Regions from separate parts of the Mus musculus genome. Here regions 2, 3, 4, 5, 6 and 7 are each linked to region 1. A link is a contact called in public HiChIP or PLAC-seq and Micro-C data. All regions are on one chromosome and are shown on one strand. Each heading gives the region's core, a stretch centred on a gene start, on an enhancer-like site or on the middle of the called end of the contact. The rest is flanking DNA. Distances are from core to core; before and after follow the strand shown. Region 1 holds the start of Hoxb13 (homeobox B13). Region 2 holds the start of Sp6 (trans-acting transcription factor 6). Region 3 holds the start of Cdk5rap3 (CDK5 regulatory subunit associated protein 3). Region 4 overlaps Gm11523 (a long non-coding RNA gene). Region 5 holds the start of Copz2 (coatomer protein complex, subunit zeta 2). Region 6 holds the start of Nfe2l1 (nuclear factor, erythroid derived 2,-like 1). Region 7 holds the start of Cbx1 (chromobox 1).

The links. Hi-C and Micro-C count contacts between places; a contact is called where the count stands out from the background. HiChIP or PLAC-seq counts read pairs in DNA pulled down with a chosen protein or histone mark.
Region 2: a Micro-C map of embryonic stem cells shows a contact between it and region 1, with 4 times the contacts expected there. The contact joins the promoter of Sp6 here to the promoter of Hoxb13 in region 1. A contact is called at or near these places in 1 of 39 promoter capture datasets (cranial neural crest), 4 of 484 Hi-C or Micro-C datasets (all in embryonic stem cells) and 4 of 115 datasets of contacts at active chromatin or transcription factors (embryonic forebrain, embryonic midbrain, embryonic stem cells and 1 more).
Region 3: an H3K4me3 HiChIP or PLAC-seq map of embryonic forebrain shows a contact between it and region 1, with 5 times the contacts expected there. The contact joins the promoter of Cdk5rap3 here to the promoter of Hoxb13 in region 1. A contact is called at or near these places in 1 of 39 promoter capture datasets (hippocampal neurons), 4 of 115 datasets of contacts at active chromatin or transcription factors (embryonic forebrain, embryonic hindbrain, embryonic stem cells and 1 more) and 2 of 9 other capture datasets (adipose tissue and liver).
Region 4: an H3K27ac HiChIP or PLAC-seq map of differentiating embryonic stem cells shows a contact between it and region 1, with 4 times the contacts expected there. The contact joins the enhancer-like site here to the promoter of Hoxb13 in region 1. A contact is called at or near these places in 2 of 39 promoter capture datasets (the C10 cell line and hippocampal neurons), 1 of 484 Hi-C or Micro-C datasets (the G1E-ER4 cell line) and 11 of 115 datasets of contacts at active chromatin or transcription factors (bone marrow-derived macrophages, craniofacial prominence, differentiating embryonic stem cells and 8 more).
Region 5: an H3K4me3 HiChIP or PLAC-seq map of embryonic forebrain shows a contact between it and region 1, with 6 times the contacts expected there. The contact joins the promoter of Copz2 here to the promoter of Hoxb13 in region 1. A contact is called at or near these places in 3 of 39 promoter capture datasets (hippocampal neurons, pre-B cells and second pharyngeal arch cranial neural crest), 10 of 115 datasets of contacts at active chromatin or transcription factors (bone marrow-derived macrophages, craniofacial prominence, embryonic basal ganglia and 7 more) and 1 of 9 other capture datasets (liver).
Region 6: an H3K4me3 HiChIP or PLAC-seq map of embryonic forebrain shows a contact between it and region 1, with 3 times the contacts expected there. The contact joins the promoter of Nfe2l1 here to the promoter of Hoxb13 in region 1. A contact is called at or near these places in 1 of 39 promoter capture datasets (the SN4741 cell line) and 8 of 115 datasets of contacts at active chromatin or transcription factors (bone marrow-derived dendritic cells, craniofacial prominence, embryonic forebrain and 4 more).
Region 7: a contact with region 1 is called in an H3K4me3 HiChIP or PLAC-seq map of embryonic forebrain, with 4 times the contacts expected there. The contact joins the promoter of Cbx1 here to the promoter of Hoxb13 in region 1. A contact is called at or near these places in 1 of 39 promoter capture datasets (hippocampal neurons) and 4 of 115 datasets of contacts at active chromatin or transcription factors (embryonic forebrain, embryonic stem cells, epiblast stem cells and 1 more).

Annotation. Positions count from the first base shown.
Region 1 is chr11:96,192,683-96,196,166 of GRCm38.p6, forward strand. Hoxb13 (homeobox B13) reads left to right here and starts at 1,634. Exons shown (of 2, transcript NM_008267.4): 1 at 1,634-2,364; 2 at 3,291-3,484. The coding sequence starts at 1,761.
Region 2 is chr11:97,017,192-97,020,675 of GRCm38.p6, forward strand. It overlaps Sp6 (trans-acting transcription factor 6), which reads left to right and starts at 1,551. Exons shown (of 2, transcript NM_001363230.1): 1 at 1,551-1,836. Gm11532 (predicted gene 11532) reads right to left here. Exons shown (of 2, transcript NR_133649.1): 2 at 3,317-3,484.
Region 3 is chr11:96,914,982-96,918,465 of GRCm38.p6, forward strand. Cdk5rap3 (CDK5 regulatory subunit associated protein 3) reads right to left here and starts at 1,533. Exons shown (of 14, transcript NM_030248.2): 1 at 1,403-1,533; 2 at 1,170-1,215. The coding sequence starts at 1,408.
Region 4 is chr11:96,870,862-96,874,345 of GRCm38.p6, forward strand. It overlaps Gm11523 (a long non-coding RNA gene), which reads right to left. Exons shown (of 4, transcript XR_880183.2): 2 at 2,992-3,484. It also overlaps the pseudogene Gm11524. Among named protein-coding and RNA genes, the nearest start is that of Gm11523, 8.0 kb to the right of the region's middle. RefSeq lists an enhancer at 1,395-3,484. Within about 2 kb of position 1,815, at least 80 of the 459 cell types and tissues checked have an H3K27ac peak or open chromatin away from gene starts, as enhancers often do. A contact at or near this core is called in bone marrow-derived macrophages, differentiating embryonic stem cells, embryonic forebrain and 1 more, where this site is marked.
Region 5 is chr11:96,848,283-96,851,766 of GRCm38.p6, forward strand. It overlaps Copz2 (coatomer protein complex, subunit zeta 2), which reads left to right and starts at 1,594. Exons shown (of 9, transcript NM_019877.2): 1 at 1,594-1,714; 2 at 2,391-2,459. The coding sequence starts at 1,613. It overlaps Mir152 (microRNA 152), which reads left to right and starts at 2,111; the gene lies at 2,111-2,183.
Region 6 is chr11:96,828,255-96,831,738 of GRCm38.p6, forward strand. It overlaps Nfe2l1 (nuclear factor, erythroid derived 2,-like 1), which reads right to left and starts at 1,714. Exons shown (of 5, transcript NM_008686.3): 1 at 1,565-1,714.
Region 7 is chr11:96,787,628-96,791,111 of GRCm38.p6, forward strand. It overlaps Cbx1 (chromobox 1), which reads left to right and starts at 1,508. Exons shown (of 5, transcript NM_001362560.1): 1 at 1,508-1,726.

The DNA.
Region 1 (3,484 bases), core at 384-2,883:
TTATTAACAATGTCTGTTGGGAGTGATACACAGTATACTACAGGCCTCCATTCTGGCTTTCATAGGCCCTTTCCCACAAAGTGACTCAAGTTCAAGTTTAGGCTTTGGCTGAGCCGGACTCAGCTCAAGGGGTTCGATTCTTTATTACAAACAAACTCTTGATGTAGAATAGAAAAGTTCAAATTTTCTGCCGGGGTGAGGGGAAACCTGAGAGAAAACTAGAAGACACAAAGGGATTTCATGTGAAAGTGATACAGGAAAGAAACAAAAAACAAAAAACAAACCAACTTTAAGGGCAGATTTGTGAAACAAGCCATTTGAATCTACAGCACAATAGGCCCCAACAGAGGGCCTCGGACAATTCTAGCAGTTGGGGTAGTTCACTCTCTCTCTCCTCCTCTTTAACTTCCAAGGAAATTTAAAGAGGCAGCTAGGGGGTCCTGAGCTTTCTAGTCCCTCAGTCCTGTGGAAGTGTGCTGGGGCCAGGGTTCGGTTCCTGGACTTTCCGGCCTAGAGAGCGGCACCAAAGAGCAGAAAGGCCCCCACACAGACCAAGCTCCTGCAATCTTGGGACCCAGGATCCCCACAGGTGGGGATGGCCACGAAACCAGCCTTGGCTCCCCCAGACTGCAGATTCCAGAAAAAGGGATACAATCTTGACCCCCCCTTCCCATTTGTGATGTTTCAACCTCTCCCTCTCTCCCTCTCCCTTTTTTCCTCTCTTCCTTTCTCCTCCCTCTCTGCCTACCCCCCCCCCCCCCGCCAGCCTTCCTTTTCCACACCGAGTCTATTCCTTCAAGTAAAGCCCCTGTACGCCTGTGTCTCTTGGTCTCTTTCTCCACCCTTAAACGGAAATCCAGACCCCCTTCCCAGACATTGGCTCTATTTCCCCTTCAGATCCGGACACTGCGTTCCCTGAGCCAAGCACTGCACGTTTTCAACGTTCCTTCGTGTCCCCCGCCCCTTGGCTCCGCCTCATCCCCATTGGGGCCTCCGGGCTTTCAGTGTTGTGACTAGGCAGGGTCCTTGGGGGACAGACCTGGAAGGCACTTGCCTGGGCGCAGTGTATTAGGGACAGAAAGGATATCTACAATGAGCTACGGTGGCTAGTACCCAGCCTCCAAGCACAGAGCTCCCTGACGCCTACAGTTCTCATTCCCATCTCAGAAGCATTCCCGGGTTCTCCTTTGAGGCAGCCCGAAGTGGCCTCCCAGCCCTTCCCCCGACTCCCCTCATCCCCAGGAGATGGACACTTTATTGGGAGAGCTTTTTATTCTCTCGTTAAACCTGCCAAAGCGCAGAAGACTGGGAGCCAGGAAGAGAGAGAGAGAGAGAGAGAGAGAGAGAGAGCGCAGGCAGAGACCCGAGACAGCAGGCAGAAGCAGAGACACATATAGAGACAGAGACACAGAACACATACAGATAAAGACAGAGACACACATACAAAAAGAAAAAGAGACAGGCGGAGAGGAAGAGAAGGGAAGAGAGGAGGCGGAGCCGGGCTCCCCGTCCCTTCTCCCCCTGCAATTTCTGCGGGAGGATTTTATGAGCCTCTCTCCCCCAGGCCACAGCCAATCAGCGCTCATGCCCGGGCTCTTGCGTCTCTTGCGTCAAGACGGCCCAGCCAGGCGAATGCAGGCGCCGTTCGAGCTGGGAGCGATTTAAAACGCTTAGGATTCCCTGGGCCTGGGTGGGGAGAGACAGCTTGCTGCCCCCTAGAACCCTCACCCTCGGCTCCCCATGAGCCGATCATTGGCTCCATGGAGCCCGGCAATTATGCCACCTTGGACGGGGCCAAGGATATCGAAGGCTTGCTGGGAGCTGGAGGGGGTCGGAATCTAGTCTCCCACTCCTCCCCACTGGCTAGCCATCCCGCGGCTCCAACGCTGATGCCAACTGTCAACTATGCCCCCCTGGATCTGCCAGGCTCTGCAGAGCCACCAAAGCAGTGCCACCCTTGTCCTGGGGTGCCTCAGGGGGCATCTCCAGCTCCTGTGCCTTATGGCTACTTTGGAGGCGGGTACTACTCTTGCCGAGTATCCAGGAGCTCCCTGAAACCCTGTGCCCAGACGGCCGCCCTGGCTACCTACCCTTCGGAAACTCCTGCACCTGGGGAGGAGTATCCCAGCCGTCCCACCGAGTTTGCCTTCTATCCGGGCTACCCGGGACCATACCAGCCTATGGCCAGTTACCTGGATGTGTCTGTGGTGCAGACCCTGGGAGCCCCCGGAGAGCCTCGCCACGATTCTCTGCTTCCCGTGGACAGTTACCAGCCCTGGGCCCTGGCCGGTGGCTGGAACAGCCAGATGTGTTGCCAAGGTGAACAGAACCCACCAGGTCCATTCTGGAAAGCAGCGTTTGCAGGTAAGTTCTACTCTGGCTCCCCTTGGCTCAGCATGGGCTACGCTGGCACTTGCTGGGAAGGAGGAAGAGGAGAGGAAGGGAAACTTCGGGCTGATGAGGAGGGGCCTAGGGTTCCTGGGTTATTTACTAGGACTGTGAGGGAGGGTCCAGGCAACAAGAGGGCCTCAGAGGGTCAGAATAAGGGGCCTCAGCAGGGTGCTAGCCTTCCTGACTTCTCCAGGAGGCTCTAGGACCAGTCTTTGAATATGTCGGGAGAACCTTGGATCTCTGCTGTTGATTGGGGGCAAAGAGTCCCTACCCAGCACAATCCCAGACTAATTCTGCCCAAAGGCCAAATGACATAATCCAGTGGTCTCGAGAGTGGCATTGAGAGGTGGGATCGGAGATATTGGGTGTTTCCTCGAGAATATAACCCTTTCCTTTTTTTAGGTCAATTTCGAAAGGAAAATTTAGGTTTTCTTTGACTGAGGGTGTATTGAAGGGTGTGTTCGTGAGTGTGCGTGTAAGTGTGTGTGCATGGTGTTTGTGTGTGTATGTGTGTGTTGGGTAGGGAACAGAACCCTGTTTTCTCATGTACATAATTTGCCAGTTTGGAGGAGTGGCTGAATCCGAACACGCATGTGAAAGTGGATTGTGTGATTGTGGACAAAAACCTGACAGGGTGGGTGTGTTTGCAGACTCCTGGTGTGAGGTCAGTGATGGTGGGGGTGGCCAGTAGGAGCAGAGGCTGAGTGAGTGGCTATCAGAGAATCAGGCAGAATCTAGGGCTGTGTGCTTTGAGGGAGCCGGGCCCACACATAGGATGATCAGGAAGCGCCTGCAGGATGACGTAGCCCTGAGGCGTGCAGGGCCTGGGTCTGCGCTTGATCTTGCGCTAGAGAGGGGACTAAGATGCCTTTTCTTCCCTCTCTTTTTCCACCACACAGAGCCCAGTGTCCAGCACCCTCCTCCCGACGGCTGTGCCTTCCGCCGAGGCCGCAAAAAACGCATTCCCTATAGCAAGGGGCAGTTGCGGGAGTTGGAGCGGGAGTATGCAGCCAACAAGTTTATCACTAAGGACAAGAGGCGCAAGATCTCGGCAGCCACCAGCCTCTCTGAACGCCAGATTACCATCTGGTTT
Region 2 (3,484 bases), core at 301-2,800, 820 kb after region 1:
ATGTTCAAGGCTAGCATGAGCAACTGAGTCATGCCAGCCTGGGCGAGACACACACACACACACACACACACACACACACACACACAGAGAGAGAGAGAGAGAGAGAGAGAGAGAGAGAGAGAGAGAGAGAGAGAGATTAAATCAGCCTAATTTCAGAACTTTTGGAAACTGACTGTAAAATGTGCATAGAGAAAGCCAACAGCGGTAACGAAAGAAACAACAACGAAAATCGCTTTGAAATCCCGTGTTTGTTTAAAAAAAGGGGGGGGGGGTTTAGCAGGGCAGTGGTGGCAAACGCCTTTAATCCCAGCACTTGGGAGGCAGAGGCAGATGGATTTCTGAGTTCAAGGCCAGCCTGGTCTACAGAGTGAGTTTCAGGACAGCCAGGGCTACACAGAGAAACCCTGTCTCGAAAAAACAAAACAAAACAAAACAACAACAACAACAAAACAAACAAACAAGTCACCTCGGGAGATCAACGCGCTCTGAAGGCGGCAGGGAAGGCTCCTGAGCTACTTCTAATCTGGCCATCAGGGCAGAGAGTTAGGGGGACTCTGGTACCCACCTGAGCTGGGGGTGGGGCAGTGTCTCAGGATTTCCACCAATTCGGATCCTGAGAGTTCTGTGTAGCTGAGTGGCTGTGTGGCTGTGCTGAAAATGTACCAGAATGTGACTTTGCACGGGTGCGCTTATTTCCTCCAAAAGACCTTTCTCTAAACGTATACTCAGCTGAGACTAGGAAAGAGCCCGCGACAAAAAGTCTTGTTCAATCCGCTGCTGAAATGTTCCTTCCCAGGCCCTTTCAGATGCCCGCCCAACCCTCTGATCCCAGTGCGCCCCAGCGAGGGTGTCAGGCGCAGGCTGAGCAACCCGGACCGGGAGGAAGGCGGCGGGTTTAGGAGGTGGATTTCTGTGGTACCCGGCTTGCCGGAAACTGAGGAAGACATTGAGGGCATGGTGATCACCCAGAAAGGCCAGTGACGGGAGAGAGGGGAAGGATCTCTGGAAACCAGGAGGGGAAAGTTCATAGTGGTGGTGGAAAGGGACGGGGGAACGGTGTAGCCAAGATAGAACTCTCATGGCTTAGTGCTGGGTGTGGGCCGGCCAGAAACGTAGTTTTCAAACCTGTTTCCTTTTTTTTCCCACTCAGTTCTAGCACTGCGCGGCTAGGACGGGTGGGTCAAAAGCACTGGTAGCCACGTGTGCCTTAAGAAGGCTCGGTAGCTTCTCCAGGACCCTCTGTCCTTCGTCCCATCCAGGATCTGAATCTTGTTCCCCGCCTGGACCGGGCCAGCTCCGGGTTAGATTTCCATGGCATCGGACGGGTCTCCGAACTCGGGGGAAAAAACTCTCGCAACTCAAGCTCTTAACTCAGAAGTGGTGGGGACCTGGGAGGAGTGAGGGAGAGGGAGGGAGGTGGCCTGGATAGCCATCCTTCTTGTCTGCCCCCTCCTCGCGCTGGGCTGGGCTTCGCCTCCAGCCAAGCCTGCAAGGGTTAAAGGCGGCCGCAGGTGAGGTGGGCGGGGCCGCGGGTTCGGGGGAAAAAGGAGTGCAGGGGAGAGGATGAAGGCAGAGAGTGCGGTGAGTCACGGGCGGAGCTGGCCTCGCTCGCTCGCTCGCTCGCTCGCTTACTCGCTCACCGGCGCCCGCCCGCCCTCCGCCCTCCCGCCGGCTCTCACTGCCTCCACCGTCGCGGATCACCCAGCCCGGTCGCAGCCCCGGCTTGCCCTCGGCTCCTGTCCCACGCCGCTGAGAGCCGGCCAGCGCGCAGGGCCCATGAGCGCCCGTCTGTAGCGCGCCAGCCTGCGGTGCCCCAAGCCCGAGCGCAGCCGCCAGGTAGGAGCCCGGGTCCGCGCGGTCACGGGTGCGCGCTGCGGAGATCTGGGGTCAGGGGGTGGGTGGGGAAAGGTGTTCGGAACACCGCAGCCTAAGCTGGCTTCTTGGGGAGGGGGACGTCCTAAAGGATCCGAAGGGCTGGGAGCCCCGACGGAGGAAAAACCGGGAGGACGGGAGGGACCAAGGGAGTTTGGGAACTGGGGAAACTGGAGCAACTGGGACAACCGGAGGATTGAAACATTGAAAACCTTGTTTGAACGGAAGTCCCCACCGCCTGAGTACCGGGAAACGGGAGAGGCAGCGGATCCAATGGGACTTAGGGCGTCTCTGCCGTCTTTCTCCAATTGGAGAGCCGATGTGCTCGCTCCTTTCTTTTCGTGCAACCTTGGTGGCAGGCCATTACACGCTAGGCCTGGGCTCAGGATCTCTGTCCAGAGAGGCCCCTCTGCAACCTGGTCACCCTAGCCTTCCCATCCCCCAGACCCTGGGGCAGTTCCCAGTCTCCAAAAGCTCTTAGGGTCCCAGAATCTCACTGCTCCCGCCCCAACCCCTTCTGGGCCGCCCCGCCCCGGCCTGAGGCTCCGTTCCTGCTGCTTCACCCAGTCCCTTTCTTGTGGTAAGGCAGCCCGAGCCTGAGTAGGCACCCGGGTCCTCCTCTTCCTTGCCTCTCCCAGATTTTCAATGCTACTTCCCTGGTCCCAGAGTCGGAAGGTGGTAGGGTCAGGTGAGTCCTGCTTGGGGAAGGCCCTAAATCATTGGCCTCCTGCACCCCAGGCCCCACACGGGCAAGGTTCCAAGGCTCTAGGGAGAGATGGAGAGAAGACTGGGACCTTATGGTCACAGATTTGTAGTAGAGAAAGGGGTGGAAATTGTAAGCTCTTCTCTTCTCTTCTCTTCTCTTCTCTTCTCTTCTCTTCTCTTCTCTTCTCTTCTCTCCTCTCCTCTCCTCTCCTCTCCTCTCCTCTCCTCTCCTCTCCTCTCCTCTTCCTCTTCTTTTCTCTTCTCTTTTTCTTCTTCTTCTTCTTCTTCTTCTTCTTCTTCTTCTTCTTCTTCTTCTTCTTCTTCTTCTTCTTCTTCTTCTTCTTCTTCTTCTTTTTTCCTTTTGAAACAGGGTCTCATTGCGTAGCCCACGCTGCCAAAGCCTTCTGTTTCAGGCTCTTGCATTGAGTACTGGGAATATTTATTAGCCGGTTCCCACCAGGCCCAGCAACATCTCCTGTTCTTTTTCTTATATTTCCCTCTTCCTCCCTCCTTCCCTCTCTCCCTTCCTTCTTTTGCTGTGTAGCCTAGGCTGGCCTGGAACTCTGCATTCTTCTGCTTCAACTTCCTGAGTGGCTAGATTAAAGACTTGCATCACCACACCCAGGCTAGATCTTTAGGTTTCTGCTGGGCCTTAGGTTTCTAATGTTTAAAGAAGGAGAATAGATTCCCAGAGGGACTGCACAGAGTGTGTGGGCTGCATAGAGTGTATTTGTTGATTGAATAATTAAATGAACATTTTATTCTAGTCACTGATCCAAATTCAGCTTGCTTTAAATGAGAGCAGGCTCTGGACAGTAGCTCGGAATACTTGGCTGGACATTAGAGGCGCCTATACGTGCCCCCCCGCCCCCCCCCCCCTGTGCTTGCCATTGAGCTCTGGGTTAAG
Region 3 (3,484 bases), core at 283-2,782, 720 kb after region 1:
GTGATTTCATCTTAACAAAGACAAGTATAAAATAGCAGCGGGGATGGAACAAATGCTCCATGGTGAGCGGTGTCCTACTGGTTCTTCTCAGGACTCGAGGACAAACTGGCACACCCAGGTAGATGCAGCGGGTGCCCATACACTATGAATACATGGTGGCCCGTGCCTGGCAGGCACTTGGGAGGACTCACCAGTGTCCATCAAAGGACTGAATACTCCCTCTCCTTTAAAACAAATCTTTCAACCGCTTAATTTCTCTCAAGCAACAACAGTATCAGAAATTCTGACTCTGAGTTCTTCTCAAGTTGTCAGAAAGGAAAACAGCAGACACCAGAATTCCTCCAGGGGCTGAGGTCGGCAAACACCCTCTTAAGGACGTGTTACCAGTGGACTGGCGTATCTGGTGAACACAAGGGCCAGGGGCTGTACACACCCCCAGAAGTGACAGAATGAGGGATGTAAGCCAGATGCAGAGACTGCCTGGTCACTAAAAGGTCTTCTTGTCTCTCTGTCATTTTCTTTTGAAATAGTGTCTCTCCATGTAGTCCTGGCTGCCCTGGTGCTTGCTATGTGGCCAAGGCCTGCCTCTGCCTTCTGAGTGCTAAGACTAAAGGTTTTTTGGGGGGGTGGGGGTGGGGGGCGGGGAGTACTAGGCTGGTACTTGCTATGCAAGCCAGGCTGTCTGAGAACTGCCACCAATCCTCCTGCCTCGGCCTCCCAAGTATTATGGTTACCAGTGTGAACCACCATGGTTGGCATAAAAGGTCTGTATGTGAGTCTTAGGGCCCTCTTCTCCCTAAATCCAAGGAGAGAAACTTTTTAAATAGATGGGAGAGGATTACCCACCCCAAATAATGCAAAATGCATGAAGACAGAACCAAACAGACTTAGGTTTCAAATGGATCAGCCATTTGCTTAACTGTCCATCTTTAACACTATCCATTTGTCCTGTGTGCCTGAATACGATTTGATACTACGTGAGAAACGTTAAAAGTAGAAAACACGGAGCCAGTACAGACTTTCCATGCTTCCTTCCTTGCAGAGCAAACAGTTCGCTGGAGTAAAGCACCTCAGCTGGGACTTTCACAGCTCCTGGCTGCTGGTTGGTGACAGGGGGCAACTAGCAGACCTCCCCCGAGAGCCGACCGCGCGGGGGCGCCCTCTCCTACCGAGCAGCTTGCTGGTCTGGATGTCGATGGGCACGTGCTGATGGTCCTGGTGGGAAATACGACCGGGAGGGAGGGCGTGAACGCGGGAAGGCGATGCGCCTCGCGCGCGCTCATTCCACGAGTCCAACCGCCACCCTGCAGGGGCAGAGCACCCGACAGAGGACGGGAGGACTTGAGGAGGCAGGACAGGAATCCCAGAGAAGACCCAGTTTCTCCAGCCCTGGTCCCCACACCTGCATCCTTTCTCCACTTCCGCTTCCGGCCAAAGACCCCGGCCCAGCCTAGCACCAATCCTGAGCGGCTGTGCTTGAGCCTCAGTTCCGAAACAAACCGGCCTCCTTCAGCCACGTCGCCGTCTTCAGCGGAGCCAATCCAAGACCACGCTCCGCCCCTCTGCTGAAAGCCCCGCCCATCACGATGTTCTGATTGGTTGAGTACCGGAGGGGCGGGAGAATAGCTGACAGCCAATGGAAGGCGAGAGGCGGGCTCCGGCCGGGTGATCTCCAGGAAGGGATGTTACACTTGCACGATGGCGGTAGGGGGCACCCAAGAGCCGTTTTAGGCTGCTTTTTCATCAGCCTGGCGCGGAGCCCCCAGCTAGAGAACGAACACATGCGCGGAACAGGTCCTAGCACCTTCCCGATGGCGTTTCGAAAGTAGTTAAAAAAAATACTTTCTTCCCACCATTTTCTCCCTTTACCACATATAGAAGGTCACAGGTCTCTTGAGGCTCTCGTCACATTTTGTCCTCCCATTTATGATAAATACGATTTTTGAGCACCCGATTCTTGTTGGACGACTGGGACAGGGAAGGGAGAGGAAGCAACACTCATTGAATAGTAAACAAAAAGTTGCGTGGTGGCACACGCCTTTAATCCCAGCAGGGAGGCAGAGGCAGGCGGATTTCTGAGTTCGAGGCCAGCCTGATCTACAAAGTGAGTTCCAGGACAGCCAGGGCTATACAGAGAAACCCTGTCTCGAAAAGCCAAAAAAAAAAAAAAAAAAAAAAAAAAAAGTTGCAGAAGGAAGGATGATGGCGGGTGTTCCTGGTGGAGTGGAAAGGCTGTTTCTGATGGAAGAGACTGCACAAACTTTAAAACTACAGCTGCAAGAGTGGTTCAGGGAAAGACAAGCAGGGGAGACCGGCAAAATATACGTGGTCCAAGACAAAGTGAAGTGCAAGGTCCCTTGTTTCACGAGGGATCTCAAGAGGACACTACACAGGTCTCCCACCTATAGCTGACCTCAGACCCACCTCTATACAGTAAAAGGTTTAAGGCAGTGACCCGGGAGGAGGCTGTAAAAATATAAGGATCGTAACAAAGAGTCCCTCATTAAGGAACTTGGACTTCACACTGCAGACAGAGAGGAACCACTGAAGGGTTTGGTACAAGGAAGGACATAACACATATTGGTTAGGAGGATGGGCTAATGGGCAATAAGGCTGTGTCCAGAGCAACTAGGAGGCTGTAAGGGAGAGGTTGGGCCTCACCTAGGTCAGAAGCTGTAGGGAGGAGATAAGCAGAATTTAGGAGGAAAACAGACAGGCGTTGGCAATAGATTGGCCAAATGGGTGAGGAGGGAGGACTCAAACATGACACTCAAGCTGGGCAGTGGCGGCACACGCCTTCAATCCCAGCGCTTGGGAGACAGAGGCAGGCAGATTTCTGGGTTCAAATTCAGCCTGGTCTACAAAGTGAGTTCCAGCAAAGCCAGACCTACACAGAGAAACCCTGTCTCCAAAAACAAAGCACACACACACACACACACACACACACACACAAAGATGACACTGAAGTGTTGAGTGGGAGTGCCACCACCTGAGATAATGACACCAGTTGTGGAGCATGTGTTGGAGAGGAGGGGCTTTGAACTTGTGGAGTTGGCAATGCTGGGGACTGTCAAGCGGACAGTGTGCAGAAGGTACTCAAGTCTGTATTTAGACTGCAGACAGTCATTAGCCTGAAAAGAAAGACAGCTTGGAAAGTCACAAACTGAGTTGTCGTGGCAGCTCCGTTCAAGGGCGGGCTTCAGATTTGAACAAGAAGTGGAAAGATTGAAAGGATGAGAGAAAGACATAATCCCAGTGACCCTGCAGACCTAGGGACGGCATTTCTAGATACCGTGTTCCTTCTTCAATCACTCCCCAACGCAACACAATACTCAGGGCTTAGTGGACCCTGGACTGAACTGCCTGGTGTGCTGCTGTAGTGGGAAGACCAAGATTCTGGCCCTGTGAGATTTGGACAGTTTCCACACTTCTCCAATAGCCACAGTTCTCTCGAGGTAGCGATAACAGCAAGCCTATCTCAGGG
Region 4 (3,484 bases), core at 565-3,064, 680 kb after region 1:
ACAGCTACCTGACTCCCAACCTCTGGAAAGAGACTCTGACCACCACGCCTCCTTATCAAGAATTCACTGATCATCTTGTGAAAACCCACACCAGAGTCTCTGTTCAGAGGACCCAAGCTCCAGCTGAGGCTACCACATAAGGGTTTTTATACAAGAAAAACGAAGTCTGTTTTGTTGTTTTGCTTTTTAAAGTTCAATGTCATCTTCAACTACAAATAGAGTTTTAGACAAACCCAGGCTTTGTGTGACCTTGCCTCAAAAAAGCAAACGATGATGATGATGATGGTGATGGTGGTGATGGTGATGATGGTGGTAATGATGATGGTGGTGATGGTGATGATGGTGGTGATAATTATGATGATTAGGATAATGGTAATGATCGATGGTAATAGAGATGATGATGATGGTGGTGATGATGATGATGGTGATAACAGTGACAAAATAATGACCAAGTGCTTTTTTCCTGCCATTTTCTCAAACAAAGGAAAATATATACATAAAGAGGGGGAAAAAATCCCACAAAGTCCTAATAAGACCTATTTACAACAGCATGATTTACAGTTTGTATTTGTCATGCTCCACGGATGGATTCTATCTCCTTTACCGTGTAACTTTCTTTACCACTCCCACCTCCCATCTCCGTGAGATAGACAGATGTCCTCATCCAAGCTTGACAGGTAGGAAAACTGAGTCTGTTCCCTGCTCCTGGGACCAGAAACAATGGGGCAGGAATCCAGGCGTGGGCTTCCTCGTGAAGAAGGTGTGCCTTTAACTAGGCCACTACCCTGACCCCACTGGGCCCACCCTTCCTATTGTTCCCTGGTGCACTCAGACTGTTCCTAGGGCCAGCAAGACCTGCCTATTCTGGGTGTCAAAATGGTTGGGATTAGGATAACGTTAGGAGGTGTGAGCAGAAGAAGACAGTGGGAAACCAGCTGAGCAGAAATTTTGGTGGGGCAGTATTGACGAGATCAGGCGCGTTCAGGGTGGTGGTGGGGTGGCAGTATTGAAATCAGCCCAAAGGTGCATATGTGCGGTGGTTCACACCTCTAATCAAGGCAGGAGGGTTGCTGTAAATCCAAGGCCAACCTGACTTGCAAACCTGAGAACACAAACTTCAGCTGCAGACTGAGATCCTAACAATTAATTCGTTAATAATCAATCGGAGAATATAAGAATCCTAAAAACTGGGCTGGTGAGATGGCTTAGCGGTTAAGAGCACTGACTGCTCTTCCAGAGGTCTTGAGTTCAAATCCCAGCAACCACATGGTGGCTCACAACCATCTGTAATGGGATCTGATGCCCTCTTCTGGTATGTGTCTGAAGACAGCTGCAGTGTACTATATAAATAACAAACAAATAAATAAATCTTAAAAAAAAAAATCCTAAAAATCCTTGCAGACCACCACTCTCACCCTGCCTGGGAGGATCAGGATTCAGGACCCCTGCTTATGAGATGAAGAGCGAACAATTGTTTGCTGGGCTGGAGAGCCGCGCTGAAAGGCTAGCCTGGGCATCCTAGTTTCCAGAGCCTGTAGGTGATCCACCTCATCCTGCAAACTAAGACAAAGGGGAAATAAATCAAGTGTGGATCTTTAACTCCAGATCCCTCTTGGCTGGGGGTGGGGGCGTCTGGAGTCTCCCTTAAGCTCTGTGTAAATAAACTGAGGGGGAGGCTCAGGAGCAGTGGCTGGGAGAGACAAAGGGGCCGAGAAGAAAAGATTAGCAGGGAGAGAGCGGGGGTTTGCGCTGAGTACTGGGACAGGCAGCCCCTGCAGCAGCCGCAGGGAGGAGGAAGTCTCCGGGCAAATGGTCTTAAGGGATCTATTTGTAGGAGCGGAGGCCCAGAGCCCAGAGACCGCCTGTGTCTGTGTGCAAGCTGCTTAGGAGCTCTGGGTCACAAGAGAAGTGAATCAGGGCTCTCCCGGATGGCAGTGTTTTCTCCTCCTCTTCCTGACTCTCCTCCTTCCACTCTCCTTAAACCCACTGAAGCCCTGCGGCAGTTGGGATGGACAGACACTGGAGACTGATCCGTGTACAAGGGAAATGGGGGGGCCCTTGAAACGGTAGAACTTGAGAGGGGTCCCCGTGTACAGGGCAAATAAGGGCAGCCTGAAAACAGCTGAATCTGGGGAGATAGAACTGCGGGGTGAGAGAGCAAGGGGGTTCTGGAAACTGCCGAATCCGAAGAGGCCAATTTGTGTACCAGGAAAAATATAGGGGAACCTGGAAACCGCAGAATCTGGGGAGACAGTTCGTGTACAGGGGGTGGGAGGTGGAGAGAGAGAGAGTGTGAGAGAGAAGCCTGAAAACAGTCGAATCTGGGGAGATGGGTGGATTCCTGTGCAGGAGGAACTGGGGGAGACTAGAAACAGCGCAATCTGGGGAGATGCGTCAGTATACAGTAGAAACTGGTGTGGCTTGGAAGTGGACTCTCCCGGGATGACACTCGGTGTGATTGTAGTGCGTGTGTGTGTGTGTGTGTGTGTGTGTGTGTGTGTGTGTGTGTGTGTGTTGAGAGCCTGGGGTGCAGAGACAGAAGCAGGTACTGGAGTGGAGTCACAGGGGAGGAAGGGCTTTGTGGAAATGCCCCTGCTTGTTAGTTTTGAGGTAGACCCCTTCACATCTGCTTCCTGCAGACAGGCCAGGTCGGGGAGAAGCTTTCCAAAAAGGAACCAAGGTTTTGCAGCACTGGAAGACAAGAGCTTTTTGTGGGCAGTTGCTGCCCTGGTTCTGAAATAAGCAGGGGCTGTAATTCCCTAAGGGAGCCAGCAAAGGAGCTGAGAAAGCCGGTGGGGGTTGGTGGTGAGGAGGAGGAGGGAGCCCTCTCCCCAACCCTTCTCTGATGGGGACAGGCCTCTTTCTGCTTGTCCAGTGACCGGCCTGACCTCTCCCCCTCAGTGGTTCCCTTCTGACTGACAGACAGACAAAGACAGAGCTGCAGACAATCGACTGAAGAAGGCCCCACAAAAAGGCCCCCTTCCCACTCACCAACCCCTGGGGAGAGGCCCCAGGCCATCTAGGGCTAGAGCTGTCACTCTGGTGGAGATGTCTTCAGGTGACAGGCCTTCAGGGGACAGGGGTGACTAGGAGCTTAGAAAGGTCTGAGATGTTTGAGATTCTGAGTGTGCCTCTTGGAAACCAGGACTTTCCGGGGCGGGCTGGCGGGCGAGTGAGCCAGCGGCCTCCACGGGAAGAAAGAGGGCCTGGTCCAGCGGCTGTCCCTGTCCGTCAGAGCAGTAACAGCCAGGCAGACCTTATACTGTTTGCTAGCTGTGGGGTCTGAGGCCAGCTAGAATCTCTCTCTGGGTCTCTGCTTCTCATCTATAACATGAAGGACCATTCTAGATCTCGAAGGACCCTTGGGGTCTAATATGAGGATTTTTAGCAGACTCTGGGGAGCAGGCAAGCATTGGGAGGAGGCTGGCTTTGAGCACACAGTGGGAGCTTTAAAAGCACCAATGTTTTCCTGCATCAATAATCC
Region 5 (3,484 bases), core at 344-2,843, 660 kb after region 1:
TAGGTGTGGGAACTGAACTTAGGTCTCCTGCAAGAACAGCGAACAGTCTTGACTATGGAGCTGTCTCTCCAGTCCCCTTGGTGAGGATATTCAAGATGAAACTTTCAAGCCACTAAGATCACTCGGTAGATAAACGCACTTGCCATCAAGCCAGACAATGTAAATCCAACTCACAGGACCTAGACGGTAGATGGAGAGAAGTGACTCCTTTAAGCTGTCCTCTGATCGCCACGTGAGCCCTGTGTCACACCCTCCCCTCATCAATAATTACTAAGTAAAATAAAAGCGTAAACAAAAGGATCAGTAAGAGTAATTGTTAAAAAACAAAAAAAGGTGAAAGTTGGAAAGAGAAGTCTTAAGCAGAAGGAAGTCTGGTGTGAGCGACTGTGATGTTCTACACTGAGGCTGTCAAGGGCAGAATGGGAAAACCCGTGGAACCCTCCTACCCAACTAATTAGCCCAACCAGCTTGAAAAGGTCACACGAAGTCTGACTCCTCTCAATGGGTATGTCTGAAAACACCTCCCTAGGCACGGTGACTTCTGACATACAATGAGAGCGCTGGCTCGAGTATAAGACACATCTGTCAGTGTTGTGAATGGCTGGCTGCCCAAGCACCAGTAACTACCTCACTGTATGTGGTCATACTCTGGCCGGGTTAGTCCACAGGCTCAAGCTGGACTTCAGGTGTGTTGTGACCCTACTGGCTTCATCCACCTCTGGGTCTTGAAAAATGTCTGGCGGAGGTGTCCTTCAGCCCATGGTTCTTTTCCCCAGGTACTATGAGGGGAAGCGGGGAACTCTTCCGAGTGGAGAGGTCTCACTGACAGGCTCTGTCTTGAGATCAAAAAGGTGACTTGAGGAGCTGGAGAGATGGCTCAGTGGTTAAGAGCCCTGGCTGCTCTTCCAGAGGTCCTGAATTCTATTCCCAGCAACCACATGGTGGCTCACAACTATCTATAATGGGATCTGATGCCCTCTTCTGGTGTGTCTGAAGACAGCGACAGTGTACTCACATTAAAAAAAAAAAAAAAATCTCAAAAATTAAAAAAAAGAGAGTTCTTCAGCACTCGGGAGGCAGAGGGAGGCGGATTTCTGAGTTCGAGGCCAGCTTGGTCTACAAAGTGAGTTCCAGGACAGCCAGGGCTGTATAGAGAAACCTTGACTCGAAAAACCAAAAAAAAAAAAAAAAGAGAGAGAGAGAGAGAGTTCTTTTTTAAAAAAGTGACTTGAACTATTTGTTCCAATGATACCTACTAGGAGGTCCTGAGGACAAAGTGAACCTAAACTGAAATTTGGGCTGTCCCAGAACAGCCACATGGAGACCTCTGTGCACCAAAGCCACAGGCGCCCTAGGCCAGAAGAGGCAGTAAGTGGGAAGAAAAGAGTAGGCTCTGGTTCACCTGAAAGACTGGGAGGTGCACAGAGGAGCCCAGAGGGAAGAATCCAAGTAGGGAGACGAGGTTCTGCAACGACGTGGGGGTCGGGCAGAAAGCTCGCCCAGAGAGAGAGGACGCACACAGAGGCCAGCCACGCAGGACTGGGCGGAGGGGCGGCGTCGCGGGGGGCGGGCACGGGGCGGGGCGGCGCTGTCAGTGCAGGCAGCGAGCGGAATGCAGCGGCCGGAGGCCTGGCCACGTCCGCACCCGGGGGAGGGGGCCTCAGCCGCCCAAGCCGGGGGCGCAGCGCCGCCCACCCGAGCCACGGAACAGCGGGTAGGGAGCACGGAGTGTGGGGTCCAGGGGCAGCAGGATCGGTGGTCGGGGGCAACTGATTTACCTCGGGCTTCTAAGCTGGGAACTTTGTGCCACCACTGCCCAGCCCCGGAGAGGGAGCCCGGGCCCAGGAAGGGGAGAAAAAGTTTGTCCTGGAGCGCACGGGCGAGGAGGCCTTGCCTGAGTGGAGTGTCGCAGGAGGGGCTGAAGTTCTGGGGAACTCGCCGCAGTTATAACCGACTTGGGTGGCCGGGATGGAAGCGAGATTCTGGCGGGACGAGGGAGGAGTGGGAGTGGCGAGGTGGTCTGGTTGGGTTCCCTTGCTCCAGAATGATGGCCGCGCGCATCTGGAACTGGGGGTCAGCTGGACATAAGGAGGCTCGTCGCCGCTGTTCCCCGGGCCTAGGTTCTGTGATACACTCCGACTCGGGCTCTGGAGCAGTCAGTGCATGACAGAACTTGGGCCCGGTAGGACCTTCTGCACCCAGCGGACTCAGCGCCCACTCCTCGGACCTGCAGTGAAACATCTGTCTGGGAGTGGAGTGGGCACCGGAAATGGTCCATGTGGCACGGGGTTGGGCTGGAACCAGCTATGGGTTGGGGATTAGCTGGCTCCATAGAGCCCTGACTCGGTGTCCACTTTGAGTCAGGGGTTCCTTTCCCTTGTCACTTTCAGGAACCTTCTCTCTACACCATCAAGGCTGTCTTCATCTTAGATAATGACGGGCGAAGGCTGCTGGCCAAGGTAACCCCTCCCCGCTGGAACCTCGAAGACAGTGCCATATGTCCAAGACAAGCGGTCCCCACCCAGCCCTTTTAACTCCACCTATAGGAGAAACTCTGCATTTTGGGTGGCAGAACAGCCCAGCTTAGATTCTCTAGAGGTCACTTTGTCCACACTATGCTTTATCAGTCTAACAGCGAGGGGCTGGGTGCGTGAGTGGGGATCCCTTCGGTTTCTTTCTCATGTTCCCTGGCGAGTCTTCTCCTTGTCCTTGTCCTGGCCAGCTGCATCCTTGGCGTGGGACGCTCCACCAAAGGGATCAGTGGATAGTTGAGCCTGCGTCCTAGGGATCTGAGTTCCTAATCCGAGTAGACAAAGTCGCCTATGTGTATTTCAGCTAGGTAAACACGAAGGACTTAGCATAATAATGTAGTAGAATCAGGTGCGATTGGGGAGACCATCTAGTCTCCCTCTTTCACTTCACAGATGTAGACAATGAAGTCTAGTGACGCTAAGTAAGTTGCCTAAGGTCACAGGGTTAGTCTCACGATTGCCACCAGGACTCAGGATTTAGATGTGAGGCTCAGGTAGTTTTCCTCGAACTCCCATTCAGTTATCCGGTATCCATTCTACATGGCCTGGGTGAGATGAGCTAAAACTACATTTAAAGCTAAGTTTCAGGGTAGATCAGATGGCTCAGTGGGTAAGGCTGCCAAGCAGCCTGACAGCTTGAGTTGGGTCCTGAGTTCACATAGTTGAAAGAGGAGCAAATTCCTCAGGTTGTCCTCTGACCTCTATTCTTGTCCCTCTACAAAACACACACACACTAAATAAATAAATAAATAAATAAATAAATAAATAAATAAATGTTAAAAAAAAGAAAAAGAAAAGACTATAGAAAGGAAGAAAAATGCCCTAAAATTCTGCTACCTTGAAGGCCAGGCAATGGTGCTTGCTTTGAATTCCAGCATTCGGGAGACAGAGGCAGGTGAATCTCTGTGAGTTTGAGGCCAGCCTGGGATACATAATAAGACCTGTTTCAAAAA
Region 6 (3,484 bases), core at 464-2,963, 640 kb after region 1:
GATTCCACACTCTTCACTTCATGGTCAGGGTAAGAAGCTCGGGCAGAGAGTAGGAAACACGTGTAAAGGTTACTTTTACACGGAAAAGCCAAGCCAAACCTGCTGTGCCAACTATGAAAGGAAAAGGAAGGAAAGAAGCACCCTAAATACTAAATATTAAATCTGCCACACTTCCTAAAAGGTCTTATTTGAAGCAGACTGTGCGTGCAAGGCATTCAAAACTTTCTTACACTTTGTCTCATTTACCAACACTCTTAATAGAACACATTACCCAGTTTCTAATTTTAGCACAAGAAGTCCATTTCCTATCCTTAAAAAAATTTGGTTTCCCATGTCATTGTCCTTTCCAACTCTAAAGAGAAGACAGAGATTATTACTGAGAGACTGTGAAAAAATACATGAAAATGTTCAGGCCTCCATTTCATATGCCTTTTTGTTATTCCAACTTTTGAAATCTCATTTCCCCTTTCCTATCATTCTTTCATTCGTTAATTAATTAATTTATTTTTTTAAATAAAAGACCAGCCTAATAGCACAGGCCACTCAGAACGTTGAAACGTTAAGATCAGGGGTTTAAGACCAGCCTGGTTTCAATAGTAAAATAAAAGAATGTCCAGGACAAGGATACAGATCACGGGTGCCTGGTTAGAGGCCCTAGGTCCAATCCCCAGTATGGCAAAATAAAAGAACAGGGTAGGGTACAGGAGGACAGTGGAAGATTGTGGAGCCGTGCTCCACCTGGAATTTGAATTCACAGGTTTTAGCTTTATTCACATGACCTTCTGAGCCAAAGCAGAAGGATATGGCCAAGTTCTCGATCTCACTTGCCAAGTGGGGAGAAGGTAAATTTGCCTTCCCATTTCTGATTTCTACTTTTGAGCTTCCATTAAATTCCTAAACTCCTCTACTGTGGCCCACTATCAACTTCGCTCTAAAGGTGAAGTGGGAGCGACACGTAGGAGACACACACACCCACGAATACCCTCATTCGGTTGAGTAAACATCCCTGCTTTTGAAACCCGCCCGTCCTCGCGCAATTTACTACTAAAACTTCCCAAGAGCCACTTAAAGTTTGAGAGAGCAGACAAAGTTCTTCAAAGCCCACAAGGCCAAAGAGAGAGCGCTCCGGCCCCAGTCCGGTCCCACCCTGCCGTACCCGAGTCTGGATGAGACCAAGCTGCCATGCCCACTCTCGCCGACGCGCCTCCAAGCTTTCTGGGACACGGAGCGACAAGTGCTACTTTGCTGGCCTTGACCCACCCTTAAAAGCGAGCCTCACCCCGCCCTCCGTTCCCCAGGCCCCACCCCGCTCGCGAGCCCAGCCTCACCACGCCCTCCCATGCCCTCGGCCCTTCTCAGTCCAGCCCACCCAGGAACACGCTTTCTGGTCGGCCCCGCGTTTCTTTCCGGCCGTGTCCAGGGCCCGAGCCCGATCAAGACCCCTCTCGGCCTCCCGGGTCCCGCCTCCTGCTCCTCAACCACATCTCGCCGCCCCTTATCCCACAAGCTTTCGGCCCTGTTGCACCGCGGCTATCTCGTTGGGGAAGGGAATTAGAGCAGGTACCCGCTGCTGAGGTCACAGTCTGTCGCTGCCGCCACAGCAGGCCCTCAGCCCAAGTCCCGGCCTCGCCACCGCCGCCGTCGCCGCCACCTCCGGCCGGCCTGGAGCGCCCAGCCTCGGCTTCCCTCCCCGCCCCCTCCTTCCACTGCACTCGGAAACCCGCCCGCCACGGCCACCCCAGAAACAGTTGGTCCAATCAGATAGCCGGGACTAGAGTCGTCACCGGATGTCACTTTGATTGACAGCAAAGAAAACCCAATAGTCGAGTTTGTGTCTGCCCACTCGGCACAGTCCTCCCGAGACTGACGTGGAGAGAAGTCCAATGAGTGTGCAGGCCCGCCCCCCGGTATGGACCCACCAATGAGTGAGGCGAAGGCCCTAGTGTCCGGCATTCTGAACCTCTCCGCTGCGGGTTGGAGGTGGGCGGTGTTGTAAGTTAGGTGATTCTAGCTCATTGTGTGCCTAGGAATGCGGTCCTTTAAGGCAGATAATGGAGCATTGACGCCGGAGCCCGAGATTCCGTCCTTGAGGGTCCCCACGGTGACTTGTAAAAGTCCAGTGAGATCCGAGGGGGGGGCCGAGGCGGAGTACGGAGCATGTGGCTCTGATGGTCGCGACGTTCGTGTCGCCATCTTGAGTCCTGGCAACGGAAACCGGTACCCCCTGTCTGCCTTAGAGCCTGGTGTAACCTGTTCGTCAGGCAGGAAGGGTGGCATCTTGTAGCCCAGGCAACAGTCAGGTCGTGGAAACTGCGGGGCAGACGAGGGCCTTAGAGAAATGTTGGTAGTGTGATAGATAGGACATAGTAACTCGTTTTTGCCATCAAAGAAACACCGGGAAGAGCCCCTCCCCTTCCTCTAACCTCGCACACAGCTTAGTTTTTGCTTTTCAGGAACGTTCCATCGTTGCCAGAGTTCCCCATACAACTATAGTACCAAAACATTTTTTGTGACTCAAATATAAGTGTGCTCTCAACATCATTTATTAGATTCCAAATTACAAAGCCTTTGTGAGATTCTTGTTCAGTGACCCTGTGGTAGGGGCCTGATAACGTTCCCTATAAGTAATTCTGATACAGCTGGTCCGAAGACCACATGTAGGAAATCATTGTATTGAAGTTTGTACTGTGTAGCTGTGGGACAGAGGTGAGATGCCAACTGAGTTCTTGTCTCCTTTTAAGAGGCCATAATCTAGTTGACAGTTCATTATTCGCTGTCCTTGTGCAATTAAGGACAAGGCCAACTGATAATGCAGCAGATAAGTTCACTTCACGCTGTGCTAGGAGAGTTAGCACCAATATGGAGGGGTTCTCAGAATGTAAAGTACGTTTCACAGATATAATATGCACCAAGAATTCAACTGATTCTTACAAAAATTATTAAGCTACCACATACCTTTTTAAATGGAAACAAATTATTTTGAGCTAGTTAACACTTTCAAAGACTGTTTTTACTTCATCGTTTTTTAGTGTGTCCCAATAAATTACTAGAATACAAAATTTATGAAAACTAGACATTTGTGTATTAATTGTTGGGTCTTCAAAACAACAGGCATAGTGTCCCATGCCTTTAATCCTGGCACTCTTGGAATCTTTGTGAACTCAAGGGCATTCTCATGTACGAAGAGTTCAAGATCAGCCAGGGCTACAAGTGTTGGGTTTCAGAGGGGTTATTTTACTTTACAAAGTAGACCTGGCCTCCAGGTCCTCCCAGCATTCCTCAGTCCTTACCTGGCATACTCACCCTCTACACAGACTCCCCACAGGCTCTTCCCTGTACAATCCAGACATTTAGTTCTCTTGGCCCCTCCCTTCTCTTTTCTCTCCCTCTGCACTTGTTTCTCTTTCTCTTCTCCCCTCCCCTCTGTCTCCCTCCCCCTGACCTTGTGGCTCCGGACCAGTGAACTCACCTGCCTGGAAGCAGT
Region 7 (3,484 bases), core at 258-2,757, 590 kb after region 1:
TTTTTTTTTTTTTTTTTTTTTTGGGTTTGCTGTTGTGTTTGTTTGTTTGTTTGAGACAGGGTTTCTCTGTGTAGCCCTGGCTCTCCTGGAACTCACTCTGTAGAACAGGCTGGTCTTGAACTCAGAAATTCTCCTGCCTCTGCCTCCTAAGTGCTAAAGTGCTCTTAAACTCCCAGCAATCCTCCTGTCTCAATCCCGGGTACTAGGATTAAGAGGCTTGAATCTGGCCTTGGAAAGTTTGATCAGTTCTATTATCAGTTGGACATCTCAGTTATTCACTTAATCACATATTCAAGGAATTTTTACCAATAAATACTGAGAGTCAAAACGTGACCTTGTGGCCGGGCGTGGTGGCGCACAACTTTAATCCCAGCACTCGAGGCAGAGGCAGGCCGATTTCTGAGTTTGAGGCCAGCCTGGTCTACAAACTGAGTTTTGAGAGAAACCCTGTCTCAAAAAAACAAACAAAAACAAACCAACCAACCAACCAAACAAACAAACAACCAAAATGACCTTGTCCTTGCTAGAAACAAACACCAAGGATCCTGAGTGTCGTGGACACAATGAGTCATATGAAGCGTCTGTCCTTACTGGAGTTCCTAGTTCAACAATTAGCAGCAACCTACCTGAATCAGAGTAGCACCCGTGTTAAAGAATGACAGCCCAGCCGTGGTTTTTGCTTAATTCCGTTTCTTTAGACTAACTTGATAAAGGATGTTCACAGAGATGGAGAAATCCCCATGAAAGTCACCCACCGGCAAGGGCAATAAAGGGAAAACTTTGAATGTGGTGGTCTGTGTTTGTAATACTCGGCATTTGGGAAGTGAAAACAGGTAGATCAGACTTCCTTGAGACCCTGTCCACTCAACAGAACCAACAACCAAAAATAAAACAAGAATAGAGAGGGAAGGAAGGGGAAAGAAAAAAAGCAAATTCAGAAAGTGTCGATGGTGTCTACCTAGACGGTTAATCTACTGCTTTCTGAATGGAGCAGTGATTCAAACTGAGAGGTAGGAACCCCAGTCAGGTGGCAATAATAGGTAAGATTGCTGGACATTATTGAAGGTGATTTGATAAATCTCAGGTGACGAATACAATATTTTTCTTTTAAACGCAAACGGACCAAACATCAACGGGCTAGTTTCCAAACCTGCAGTGTCCTACTTTTGTAGACTGAGTAAGGAATACCAGCACGCGCCTGGAATCCAGCACTTTGACATTTGAAGCAAAAAGAAAGGCCACGAGTTCGAAGCCACCTGGGCTGCGTATCCTGTTATTAAACAAACAAACCCCACCACTACCCATCAATTTCCTAGACTGTAGAGTTATGTTCTAAGTAACAGTCGACTTCGCCTTTCCAGTCAAAAAAGAAAACAAAACTACGAAAACTCCCTACAATCCTTGAAAGTGGAGGTGGGCGGCGCGGGATTCGCGCGGTACTTTGGGATCTGTAGTTTCTGGCCGACTCTTAATCCCAAGGTGCCCTGCGGCGGGTCGTCGCGTCTGCGCAGTGCAGGCGGCGGGCCGCGCAGAGTGAGAGGCTCTTTTGTTCGGCTGAGGGGAGGGCCGTTAGCGGGGCCTGCGGTACGCCGCTTCAGCGGGACGGTCGACTTGTGGCCACACGGCTCTTTGCTCCTCTGGGCGCGCTACTCCCCTCGGACCGCCCGACGCAACGCGCGAGTAGCGCGGCACCGATTCCTCTCGGACTCTCGGGCGCTGCTACGAGGTGAAGAGGCGGGCTGGAGGCGGGGTGTGTGGGGGGAGGGGACGCGGCAACGGCGGGAGGCCGCGGACCAGCGCGGGCCGCTAACGGAAGAGCGGAGACCGAGGAATGGGGGGCGCGCCCCGGCCCAGCGCCCGCCGGGTCCGCTTCCCGCGCAGAGCTCGCGGGTTGCGGGAGTGTGGAGAGGGCGGGGCAGCGAATCCAGAGCCCGGGAGCCGAGTGGTTCGCGATGAGCGGAGCCAGCGGAGGGTTAGCTTTTCAAGAACTGGACCAAGAGCGTTTGACCCGAGTGAGGGACTCTAGAGTTGGGCGGGAGAAAGAAAACTTTGGGACGTCCATAAGGGGGACAGGTGCTTTTGGGTGTGCGTGGCAGGGACCACGACTTCGTACTCTCGAGGTTTAGAAATGTAACCTGAGAAAGCGGACACGGTGGCAATCGCAAGCAACCCCCGTAGCACTTGGAGGAAAGAGAGAAAAAGTAACCTGAGGATATTGGGTCCAGTTGCCACTATCAGAGAAGTTTCTCTTGCCAGAGTTAAGAAGAAGTAACTTCCAATAAACTTGAACAGGAGGATTTGGGCAGCTCACGGTGTGCTAGCGGGGAAGAGATTTGTTGAATCCGTCTAGGGGTGGGGGTGGGGGGTCAGGCATTTTCTTGACCTTGTCTAAAAGTGGAGTTGCTGGGATAGGTAGGGTAGAAGTCTAGAGTGACTGGTCAAATGTGGAAGAAAATAAAGGGTCCCTGGGGATGTAACTTAGTTGGTAGAATGTTTGCCTAGCCCACTGCACAGGCCTGAATTCAATCCTCTGTACCTTATAAATTCGGGCTGGGCTTGATGGCATTCATGTAGCCCTTGGGAGCGGAAACAGGACGATCAGGAGTTTAAAGCCTTGCCTGGCCACCAGGGGAGTCAAGAAAGGGTGAAAAGGCCACTTTGTGCCTTGTAATGGGTCTTCAGTGTGAGTTGGGAGGCTGTGGAAGAACACGTGTAAGGCAAGACTCATCCAATGAAAGAGATCTGTTCTTTGTGCGTAAGCCTGGGGGCCTCAGTTTACCTCTCAGGATCCAGGTAAAGGTGGAAAGAGCGAGCAGACTTCACAGAATTGCCCTCTGAGCTACAAATTAGGGAAATGGCAGGGACCCTCGAAAGCAGGTGCATGCCCACCGGCAGCGAGAATATTTTTATTTAAAAAGCAGTATAGAAATATAGAACTCATTTCGGTGTGTGGTACTGAGGACCTTGCACACATGTAAGTTATCTACCACTGAGTTATGTTCCAATACCATAAAAAGGTTTTTTGAAAAATGAGTTATGCTAGAACATAGGGTAACCTCTCCAGTTTTGTGTTAAGAATCATGTCAGCTTTTTGGAATAGTTTCAAAAGACCTAAGGTTTTCTGGTAGATGTATGGCTACAATCAAGAAATTGGTGCCTATACACTTCCTGGATGCTCTCTAGGCATATCTGGGAAGTGGTGTGTTGAAAAGAGCCCAGTTAGGCCTTGCTGCATGCACTCCTGTAATCCCAGCCAGCACTCGGGAGGTGGAGCCTGGAGCAGCAGGAGTTCAAGACCTAGGAGGAAGGAGGCTTTGCTTCTTAAGATCTGGGCAGTGAAAGATCATTTCTGGTTTCTGTTTGTTCAACTTTTTATCAATAGCTTTATGATAGATTATTTAAACCTTCCCTTCTAGGTATTTTTCTGAGCAGTTAAGAAAAGTAGAGGAGGGTTGGAGAGATGGCTCAGCGGTTAAGAGCACTG